3 separate regions of the Mus musculus genome follow, and all the other regions are linked to region 2. Evidence: chromatin contacts called from public ChIA-PET and HiChIP or PLAC-seq data. All regions are on one chromosome and are shown on one strand. The core of a region is the stretch at or near the end of the contact, and the rest is flanking DNA. Distances in the headings are between cores, read along the strand shown. Region 1 holds the start of Smo (smoothened, frizzled class receptor). Region 2 holds the start of Smkr-ps (smal lysine rich protein 1, pseudogene). Region 3 overlaps Ube2h (ubiquitin-conjugating enzyme E2H).

Evidence for each region. ChIA-PET counts read pairs in DNA pulled down with a chosen protein or histone mark. HiChIP or PLAC-seq counts read pairs in DNA pulled down with a chosen protein or histone mark.
Region 1: an H3K27ac HiChIP or PLAC-seq map of embryonic stem cells shows a contact between it and region 2, with 3 times the contacts expected there. The contact joins the promoter of Smo here to the promoter of Smkr-ps in region 2. A contact is called at or near these places in 1 of 115 datasets of contacts at active chromatin or transcription factors (embryonic stem cells) and 1 of 9 other capture datasets (adipose tissue).
Region 3: a contact with region 2 is called in an RNA polymerase II ChIA-PET map of memory CD8 T cells, with 11 read pairs. The contact joins the enhancer-like site here to the promoter of Smkr-ps in region 2. A contact is called at or near these places in 1 of 39 promoter capture datasets (embryonic stem cells), 7 of 484 Hi-C or Micro-C datasets (embryonic stem cells and muscle stem cells), 5 of 115 datasets of contacts at active chromatin or transcription factors (effector CD8 T cells, embryonic stem cells, memory CD8 T cells and 1 more) and 1 of 9 other capture datasets (embryonic stem cells).

Annotation. Positions count from the first base shown.
Region 1 is chr6:29,734,245-29,737,537 of GRCm38.p6, reverse strand. It overlaps Smo (smoothened, frizzled class receptor), which reads right to left and starts at 2,041. Exons shown (of 12, transcript NM_176996.4): 1 at 1,185-2,041. The coding sequence starts at 1,527.
Region 2 is chr6:29,983,813-29,987,054 of GRCm38.p6, reverse strand. It overlaps Smkr-ps (smal lysine rich protein 1, pseudogene), which reads right to left and starts at 1,726. Exons shown (of 2, transcript NR_040264.1): 1 at 1,589-1,726.
Region 3 is chr6:30,225,348-30,228,612 of GRCm38.p6, reverse strand. The region is part of intron 5 of Ube2h (ubiquitin-conjugating enzyme E2H); the gene reads left to right. Among named protein-coding and RNA genes, the nearest start is that of Gm31221, 49 kb to the right of the region's middle. Within about 2 kb of position 1,427, at least 48 of the 459 cell types and tissues checked have an H3K27ac peak or open chromatin away from gene starts, as enhancers often do. A contact at or near this core is called in effector CD8 T cells and memory CD8 T cells, where this site is marked.

The DNA of each region.
Region 1 (3,293 bases), core at 792-3,291, 250 kb after region 2:
CTCGGTACCCGCCGTCCTCCAAGTTCCTGCTCCAACATCTGCATCAAGCCAAGAACCTTAGGACCCCAGGCAGCACTCAGCTACAACTGAGAACTCTAGTAGTCAAGTTGACAACACACCTCAGCCCAAGACAGTCAGCCTACGGTTCACACTACCTCCTAGTCGGAGCCTCACAACCTCAGAGGAAGAGCTAAAGCTAGGGACACTGTCAGGCTCTCTGGTTTGCTCCGGGCTCTCAATTTTATTTTCTTTTTCCATCAAGGACAGCTTTTACATCACACCGAAGTGGGGGTTCGGGGTGGGGAAGAGGGATGGGAAAATGACAAGGACTGTCCCCTCCCCAGCACCCTACAGGCTCTCAGTCCAACTGGGTGACAGGCAGAGAGATAAACCATCCTAAATAGCCTAGGAAGGACTTGTTTGATGTAGTCTGCTGTTTTCAGGCTCTGTCACAATCCTACCCCAAGGAAAGGACTTTCTGCCACTCTGGACGGTGCCCACAGGCTCTCAACACCCCAGACTTAATGTTCCTCCACAGCATACACTGGCGTGAGGCTTCACATTTCCACAGAGCCACAAACAACTGTTTAAATCGTCTCCCTCCTTCTTAACCCGAGTGGATCAGAGCTTCCATTTTTCAGATAAGGAAACTTAAACGGGTAAAAACAAGACAAAAATCATTGGTTCCCTGGGCTGATCTAAATCAAGATTACCAGGTGGTTCGTTTGGCTTTTTAGTTACTACAAGGAGGCATTTTTTTTTTCCTTCTCAGAATGTACAAGTTTTCCTCGCCCCTTCCCTCCAAATCCTTAAATGTCTTCCACCTTCATCCTCTCTTTCTTCTCTACAACTCAGATTGCCTCAAGGTCTGAACACTGCCCAGAATCCCCATGGACTGTTGCTTCACGAATACATCTCTTCTCCCTCCTTGCATCCCCCTAACCCCATCCTTACTCGGGCTCTTTGTGACCGACTGGCTTCCCTGGTCTCTTGCCCCGACCCCTTCTCCAACACGCAGAGTCTCCTTCCCGCACGCAACCTGTCCCAAAAGTTCCGGACTCGTTTCTCCAACTATTCCGGGTGCAAGCCGCGCCCGCCCAACAGTTTGAGGCCTGAGCCTTTTCTTTCCGTCAGTGGCCGGTCCCATCACCTCCGCGTCGCAATCCCGACTCCCGCGCGCTTACCGGACCAGAGCACGAGCTTGCCGTGCGCTTCCTCCTGCGAGTCCGAGTCCCCAGCCAGCAGCGTGGTGGTGGCTCCGTAGGGCAGCGCCGAGCCCAGGCACACGTTGTAGCGCAAAGGCTCGCAGTGGGCGGCCCGGCCGCAGTGGCTCAGCAGCGGCGGCGGAGGGCTGGTCACCGGCACGTCCCTCCTCGAGCTCCCGCTGGCGCTGTGAGGCCCAGGCCCGGTCACGTTCCCGCTCAAGGCCGCCCCCCGGCCCGGGCCCCCCAGCAGTACCAGCAGCAGCAACTGCAGCAGCCTCCGGGGCGCCAGCTCGGGCCCACGCACGGGGCGGCCAGCGGCCATGGCCAAACAGCCAACTCAGCAAAAGCTGAGGCGCCCCGGAGCTCCCCGGAGTCCCCTGGCCACACACACGACCCCGGGGGCCGCGGAGGCTACTTAGGCGACCGGTGCGCCCCGAAAGTCTGGGGCCAGCTTTCGCCAGGCGCCGCGCGCGTCCGGGCCCCTCGACTCCCAACTTTGCAAACTTTGGAACCCGGGCCCCATGTTGAGCAGCGCAGGCCCGGGCCAGGATGCACAGACCCCGGACTCCCTGGCCTGGAGATCGAAGCTGTCTTCAACCCTGGGAACCCTCCGGGGCCCCGATCTCCAGCCCCATTCCCTCTCCCACCATTAAAACCGACTCCCAGCCCCTCGATGGAGGCCAGGCGCCGGCCGGGGGGGGGGGGGGGGTGCGGGAGTGGGTCCCCGGCTCCGCCCCCACGCCAGCCCGCGGCCCAGCAGCCACCTCCGCGCGAGCGCGCCGCAGCCCCCTGAGCTCTCCCTGCCGACTACCGGGCTCCTTTGTTGCTCTAGCTGGCCCTGCTCTCTGGAATGCACGGGCCTCGCGGAGCCAAGCCCGGCCCCCCCATCCGCGGAGGCTGGGGGAGGGCCCGAGCGAAGAAAAGCAAGGGGAGAGTCAGACGCTGGAGAGGAGGAGCCCCAGCTTTGGCGGCCTAAATGCCCGAAGGGGCTGGGGTGGGGGTATTCGGGAACCTTCACCCTACAGAAGACCCTCGCGGGGGGGGGGGGGGGGGGGGATGCGTGCAAGTTGTGTCCCAGAGGCACTTGACTGAATCTTTAGTTGGTCCTAAGGTTGTTTGACGTGACTTTTAGGAGAGGACATTTCTCTCAGTTTAGGGTGGCAGGGGGATGCCTAAAGCAGGCAAGAGTTTTCACTCCATTCCTGCCCAATTCCCCAGCCCTACCAATCTTTTCTTGCTTTTTGTTAGTTAGATCTTTCTCAACTTTACCTAGAACCCTGGTGGAGAAGAACCGGAGTTTGGGGGTTTTGCTTCTTTAAATTCTTCCTGCTCGAGATATATATGGGGAAATAACCTCGGAGTCACTCAGAGTAGCTGCTGTTACCTGTGGGGACAGATGTCTATCCTGAGAACATGTCAACACCAAGCCTTTATCGCTCAGGTATGTCAGGGCTGGATGGACTGTGATTTCCATCAACTGTCCCTGATGCACCTTCGGGTTTGTCCGCAGGAAACTAGTCCATCTTGGATGAATACCTGTGGCCCAGCTGCCTCATGAAGTTTCTGTCGTTCCCTTCTCCACTCAGTTCTTCTTTCTTTCTCTCTTTCTTTCTTTCTTTCTTTCTTTCTTTCTTTCTTTCTTTCTTTCTTCCTTCCTTCCTTCCTTCCTTCCTTCCTTCCGTCAGTTCTTTCTTTCTTGCAGCTTCTTTAAGTCACAGCTCCCCTAAGCAAGTCTCCCTCAACGGCTAGGAGACTGGACTGAATGAACCTTGAGTAACTTTTCCTTGTTGACGGACAACTCAATAGCATAGCTTTTCATTTCTTGTTTCTGTAAGAATAGCTCACAGTCAGCCAGATATAGATCGTTTCTGTTATCTCTGTTGTTTAAGAGCAAATTGACTCCTACACTTCAGATACATGCTTAATTGGTACCCAAGTCTCCAGAACTATGTGAGGAATCTAATTCAATTTGGGGGCTCATTTTGTGTTTTAATTTTATTCTTGTTGGTGTGATAAAATATCCTGACATAGCAACTATAAGGCTAAAAGGATGTATTCTGGACTCACAATTCTAGGTCATAGTCCATC
Region 2 (3,242 bases), core at 477-2,976:
TTAGGGGGGTAGAACTAGGTAGCAGAAGTAGGTCTTTAGGGGTGGGTCTCACCTGGCCCTACCCTCTTTGCTTTCTGACCTTCCCTGTTGGACTCTCCGCTGCCCTAAGCTCTGCCTTCTCCACTACGTGAGACGGAAACCTGAGTGTGACCCCGAATAAGCCCTCCTTCTCTTGAACTGTTGTTTCAGGTGTTTGGTCATAGCCACCTGAAGAAATAAATACAGACACTTTGCGGTTGGAGAGGCTATGCAAAGATAAAGGGACCAACCAAGATCAGAGTGGCTGTCCACAAGCAAATGGGGAGTAGGGCAGGGTGGGATGGAAAGGGGGAGGGGCGATCAGGTCTGGAAAGCAAGTGAAGAGCAGCTTTGGCCTTCAGCCTCTGTAAACTAACAAGCTGGACATTTATACAAAGAGCCGGAAGAAGCCGTTAGTTTCGAGGGCTTTGTAAGTTATTCTTCATTTTCCTGGATCCGGAAAAAGAAGAGCAGTAGAGTAGAAGCCGAGAAACAAGTCAGGAGATGGCACCTTTACTTAATACTATACTTAGTTCCAGAAGAAAACATTAGAACCGCAGGCTTACTAAACACATCCCAAACTGCAGGCTAAAGGAAAGCAAGACAGGCAGGACACCTCAAGCGTGGTGCAAAGGGCTGTGGGTACTTACAGGACAGGAGGGACCAGGAGGTATTTCTACTCTAGGAGATAAAAAGACTAGTAGCAGCCATAGGGCAGGTGCAAGGAGAGCAACATCCGTCTAGTTCGGGGAAGACTTTTCCTTAAGCAGAGATGGTAATACCATAATTGTGCAAGAAGTTGAGGCCCCTTTACCCAGTGCATGCTTAGCAGCAAGTTCAACAGTGAAGAGAACAGCGTGTCCCTGAGGGCTGCGGACAGGGGCAACAAAACCACAGCCACTCTAGAAAGAAAAATGAGGCTGGGAAGGACGGCACCGGCAGGAGGAGGGTTAGGGTAGGGTGGGGTTAGATGCAGTGTGGACACCTCTCCCTCCTCCCAAGGCCAACCTTACTTTATTACATGTAAAGAATTCCACCATACATCTCAGGGCAGCCTGAACAGTCCCTTATTGGCGTGTACTTAGTTTGGGGGGATCCAAACCTCGTTGCTGATCTTCCTCTATTTCCCAAACGCCAAAGCATCTTCTAGGAGTGAAAAAAGTTACCCCACAGAACCAAGGGACTAAAACCAGTTTCACAGAAAGGGTACAGCCTGAATCTGCTGCTGCTGTCCATCAGATGCAGGTCATCTTAAGTCCATCTTAAGTCCGTCTCAGAATGAGCCCTCCTACTATACGCTGGGTTGAACTGTACCGGTGGGGACGACAAAAGACCTAGGTCTCAAAGGCTTACTGGGGCTATGGCGAGCGCTTGCGAACCTCCCACTTTAAGATGGGTATTTCCGTGGTCATTTCTATCTCAGCTGAGGTGATTGTGACACCAGTCCCCAGTCTCGAAATTCAGGCCCCACATTTCTTCCCCATACCCCCCACCTCTACTCCCCCACCCCGGCGTCGCAGTCTTCCGGCCCCGATCCTGGTGCTTCCCTAGCCTCCGCGAGCGCTCTCACCGGCGTTGTGCCGCCTGCCCCGGCCGTGGCCGCACCTCCAATTGGGCGCCTTCGCGGTGTGCGGAGGCGCAGATGCTGGTAAGCAAGGCTCGGCTCACTCCACTCGGGGCGGCACCCGGACAGCTCGCTTTCGAGTGCACAAACCCCGCGGAACCTCGAACTGTTTATTTGTTGCTAGGGCACCGGGGCGGGGCATGCCGCACTGGGCGGAGCCCTTGTGAGCTCAGTTTGTGTGTTCCGATTCGGTTTACGCGGAGGTGACGATGATTAAGAACTCAAACTGGGAGCAAAGTTGCAAAGTTTTGTCTCCGGCAGTGCGATTGGGCGGGGCATGAGGGGAAGGGGCGGGCCGCCAAGATCAGCAGTTTTGTCTTTGGGAAGGAAAGGCTAGAGAGAGTGTAAGCTAAATCAGTCTCTTGAAATCTTCAGAAACTCTTTCACTTCTTCTGATAAACAAGAATAAGGTCTCTGAGGGTCGAGGTGAGAATAACAGAAGAAATGTCTGTAAGAGTCTAGTACAGGCCTCAGGAGAGGAAAGTGGGCAGGGTTCGTACATTATGGGTGGGATTAGCTTCTAACCTTGTGAGTCCATCCTTTTCTCCCAGAAAGGGAATGCGTTTGGGGGCATAACTCCAATTGTTTTTTTTTTATTTTTTTTATTTTTTTAGAACTTGCCATTCCATTTTATTCAGTAAGCGGATATTGTATATCTGTCGCGTGCCTGACTCCCGCTTGCCATGGGAATTCAGTGCCCAATATGAGCCAAGGTTCTTGAACTAAAAAGGTTGGAGGAGGAAGATGGGAACACAGCAAAGAGGAAGGGTATGAATTGCAAGCGCTGGCCACAGTTAAAAGTGATAGGTGCAGAGTTGGCTCAGTGGTAAAGAGCACTTGCTTTTGCAGAGGACCCAGGTTGGGCTCTCAGCACCCACAGGGCTGTTCACAACCATCCAGTCCCAGGGATCCAGCGCCCTCTTCTGACCTCCACAGGCACCAGGCAGCTCACTATACAGTGCACTGATACACATGCAGACAAAACACTCACCACACAAAAAAATAAAAACAAATAAACGTTACAAAACAAAACAAACAAAAAAACCCAAACGACCAGGAACAGTCCAAATCATGGGCCGGATATGGTAAACCCAGGGCAGGAGGCAGGTGAACCAAGAAGCAGGTTAAAATCCTGAAAAGACCTTACATGCTATAGTAGGTTTTGCTAGCTTTTCTCCAGCCTGGTTAGTGAAATGACTTTCAAAATCAAGTCTTTATGTCCTTTGGAGTTTTCACTGACAAGACTGTGTTTTGTCTGGCAATTTTATCATGATTTATATATCCCTTGATATGGCAAACTCTGTGTTTTCTCCTTTGTGGACTGGCTTCTAATCCAAGGATTGGGAGTGAGCCCCTTTCCCTGCCTGTATCTCAATGTTTTGTTTTGCTTTGTTTTGTTTGCAGCTTTCCAAGGTTAATCTCTACTGGGATCATTTCAAAATTTGTTCCTTTTTTTTTTTCCTGATCAACAACTTGTGATGGTGGTACCATGGTGAAGTGGGTTCTTGACTACATACAAGGTTTAGAAGACTTCATTGCGTTGGGAGTGACAATGGGGTGTTTTGAATGATAACAGTCCCCACAGGCACATATATATGAA
Region 3 (3,265 bases), core at 178-2,677, 240 kb before region 2:
CTCATGGTAGTAGGCGTGGCCTGGAACCACAGTGTGGAGCTTACTGAGCCACTGACTCCTCCCCTCGCCTCTATGCAGGTGGTAGGCAGGCAGAGAGGGAGGCAAGCCCTCCTCCAGACACACCTTCTAATGCTTCCTAAACTGCCCACCGCTAGGAACCATAGTCATTCCAACCACCAGCGGCCAAGGACAAGGGTGCTCAGTGAAACCCTTCCTTCTTCAGAAGGGAATGGATTTTCACAAAACTAATTTTATGCATGTCAAATCTAATAAAACTAGAAATATGAAGGAACTATATCAAAGATTTTATAGTTATCAGCATATCTATTGCTTTAATATTATAAGACAGTGGGCTTCCAGAGTGTATATACAAAGCTAATTCTTTGGGGGAGATAGGTGAAACAAAGTCTTACTTTGTAGCCTTGACTTGTTTGGAACTCAACTATATAGACCAGGCTGACCTCAAACTCTGCTTCTGAACGCTGGGATTGTGCTACCACATGTGGCTTGCAAGCTAATGCTTACATTACAAATACTCTGAAATCACAGTAAGTTTGTTTGGTGCACGCACAGCCGGAGGATGGACAGTAGGACAAACTGGGGGTGGGCGGCGGGTCCTGAGAGTGTAGACAGGGCTCTTGGGAGGTCAGACTACAACCTCAGATGCTGTTTCTCAGATACCTTGAACTGTTTGTTTGAGACAGGGCTTCTCAGTGGTATAGAATATCACCAATTGGCAAAGCTAGTTGTCTGTCAAGCTCCAGGGACCTGCCCAGCTCTGCAGTTATCTCCCCAGCACTGGGATGACAAGTGTGTGCCCCTGGCTTTTTCATGAATTCTGAGGATTCAAACTCCCAGGTCTTAATGCTTAAGAGGCAAGCATCCCCCTTACTGAGCCAGCCTTCACAATAATTCTGAAAAGCAAAGAATTTGCAAGTAAAAGTCCCTGTAATGATGGCTAATTGTGGTTTCAAATTCCTAGAGGTCCCACTGCCTCCGGGCCAGAGCCAGGAGCTCTGGTGCCCAGAAGCTGATGATCTGCACCCGGGACTGCTGTGCACTCCCCATTACAGGTGTGCCTCAGCACGTCTGTAACAGTGGGTCAGCAGTGATGAAACCGGAAGGAAGAACCAATGTTCAAGGGTTCTTTTATTGTTTGAAGCAAGCACATTGACAGAGGTACTTAAAAGTAGTAGAAAAGTTTATTAGATCTTTTTCTAGAATACGAGCACTCCCCTGGTTATGTAATAGGCAGTCTACAGTGTTTCTCTAGCCCCAAAGCCCTTCTGAGTGTCAGAGAACAAAACCTATACTTTATTTTTAAAAGGTTTTTGTTGTTGTTGGGTGGGAACAGTCAGTAGTAATCTTTGTCAGCAGCACCTGTCATAAACCACATGAGCAGCGTGAGCTGTTTCCTCCCTGGGGACTTGACAAGAAGCAAAAAGTAGCCGCAGAGTCAGTGTGGACCTTTTAGTGTTTAATGCCCACTCTGCTAGAAAGGGAAGCTGCAGAGAGACAGCCTGTCCCTGGGCACAGCATGGTAAATAAGCTCAGCAATAGGTAACCTCTGTAGGCCTCTGGGTTTTTGAGGTTTTTGGTTTTTTTTTTTTTTTTAAGATATATTTATTTTATGTATGTGAGTACACTACCACTCTCTTAAGACATACCAGAAGAGGGCATCAGATCCCATTACAGACACTTTTGCTATCTAGGAATAACTTGCTTTGCCCCACTGAAACTACAATTAGCCATCATTTCAGGGACTTGTACTTGCAAATTCTCTACTTTTCAGATGTTAAATCATGCACCACCATGTAACTGCAGGGAATTGAACTCAGGACCTCTGGAAAAGCAGTCAGTGTTTTTAACCACTGAGCCATCTCTCCAGCCCTGAGCTTCCATTTCTTTATGTGTGGATGGACTTGGTGGTAACCACCTCTGGTTGAAGTGAAGCGCTCAGCAAAGCTCAAAGTGTGTCTGGCCAAACTGGACATGGTGGCCCATGCCTATAATTCCAGCCTGTTGGGGGCAAGAAGGGTGAGGCAGAAGGATCAAGAATTTGAAGCCATGGCTGGCGAGATGGCTCAGCGAGTAAGAGCGCTGACTGCTCTTCTGAAGGTTCTGGGCTTAAATCCCAGCAACCACATGGTGGCTCACAACCACCCATAATGAGGTCTGACACCCTCTTCTGGTGTGTCTAAAGACAGCTACAGTGGACAGTAGACAAGAGCAAGTAGAGTTGGCCTGGTGAGCCGAGACGACCGGGAGAAGCAGGGGTCCTAAAAATTCAGTTCCCAGCAAACACATGAAGGCTCACAACCATCTGTACAGCTACAGTGTACTCACACGAGAGGGGGGCGGGGGAGGGAGAGAGAGAATGAATGAATGAATTTGAGATTTGAGGCCGGCTTGGAGTACACAGCAAGATTTTGGCTTGTGGCTCCTGGGATGTGTTAGTGGGACACTGCTGTTACTATCTTACCTCTTAATTAGAACTGTTGCTAATTCCCCCTGCTTTGGCTTATGGTTTGCACAACTATTTCTATTCTTCATCTTGTACGTGTAGGTGAGTATGTGTAAGTTCAAGTGCCCTGAGGGGCGCTTCATCCCCTGAGCTGGAGTAACAGACAGATATGAGCCGCCTGATGTTGGTGCGTCTGGTTGAACTCCGGTCCTCTGCAAGAACCCTTGACCACTAAGCCACCCTTTCTCCTCGTAATGTAGTCACTGTTTGCCATTTTTAACCCATTGTCTGTCTGGGGTTTTGTTTGTTTTTATTTTGTTTTAGTTTTTTTGAAACAGTCTTCTGTGTAGTCTTGGCTTCCTGGAACTCAGTTCCAGTGCTTGCCTCAAACTCATAGAGATCCCCCTGCCTCTGTGTTCGCAGTGCTGAGATCAAAAGCGTGTATGACTATGCACAGTGCCTAACCCATTGTCATACTTGATTCATTCTCCCCAGAATTAAATTGGGAAAGCAAAGAAAAAGCAATATTTTTTTGTTGTTGTTCTTGGTTTTTTTGGTCTTTGGTTTGGGTTATTGCTGTTGTTGTTGTTGTTGTTCTTGGCTGGGAAATAGGTCTCATTGCATAATCCAGCTGTCTCATACTCGAGCATCCTTGCGTCCGTCCGCATCCCATGTGCCGAGATTACAGAAGTGTACCAGTAAGTCCTGGCCTACTTCCCATGTTTTATTAGATATACCACCCAAGTGCTAGGCTCACAGGTGTGTGGTGACGATGCACCGCGTCAGGTATGGGGTGCTAGG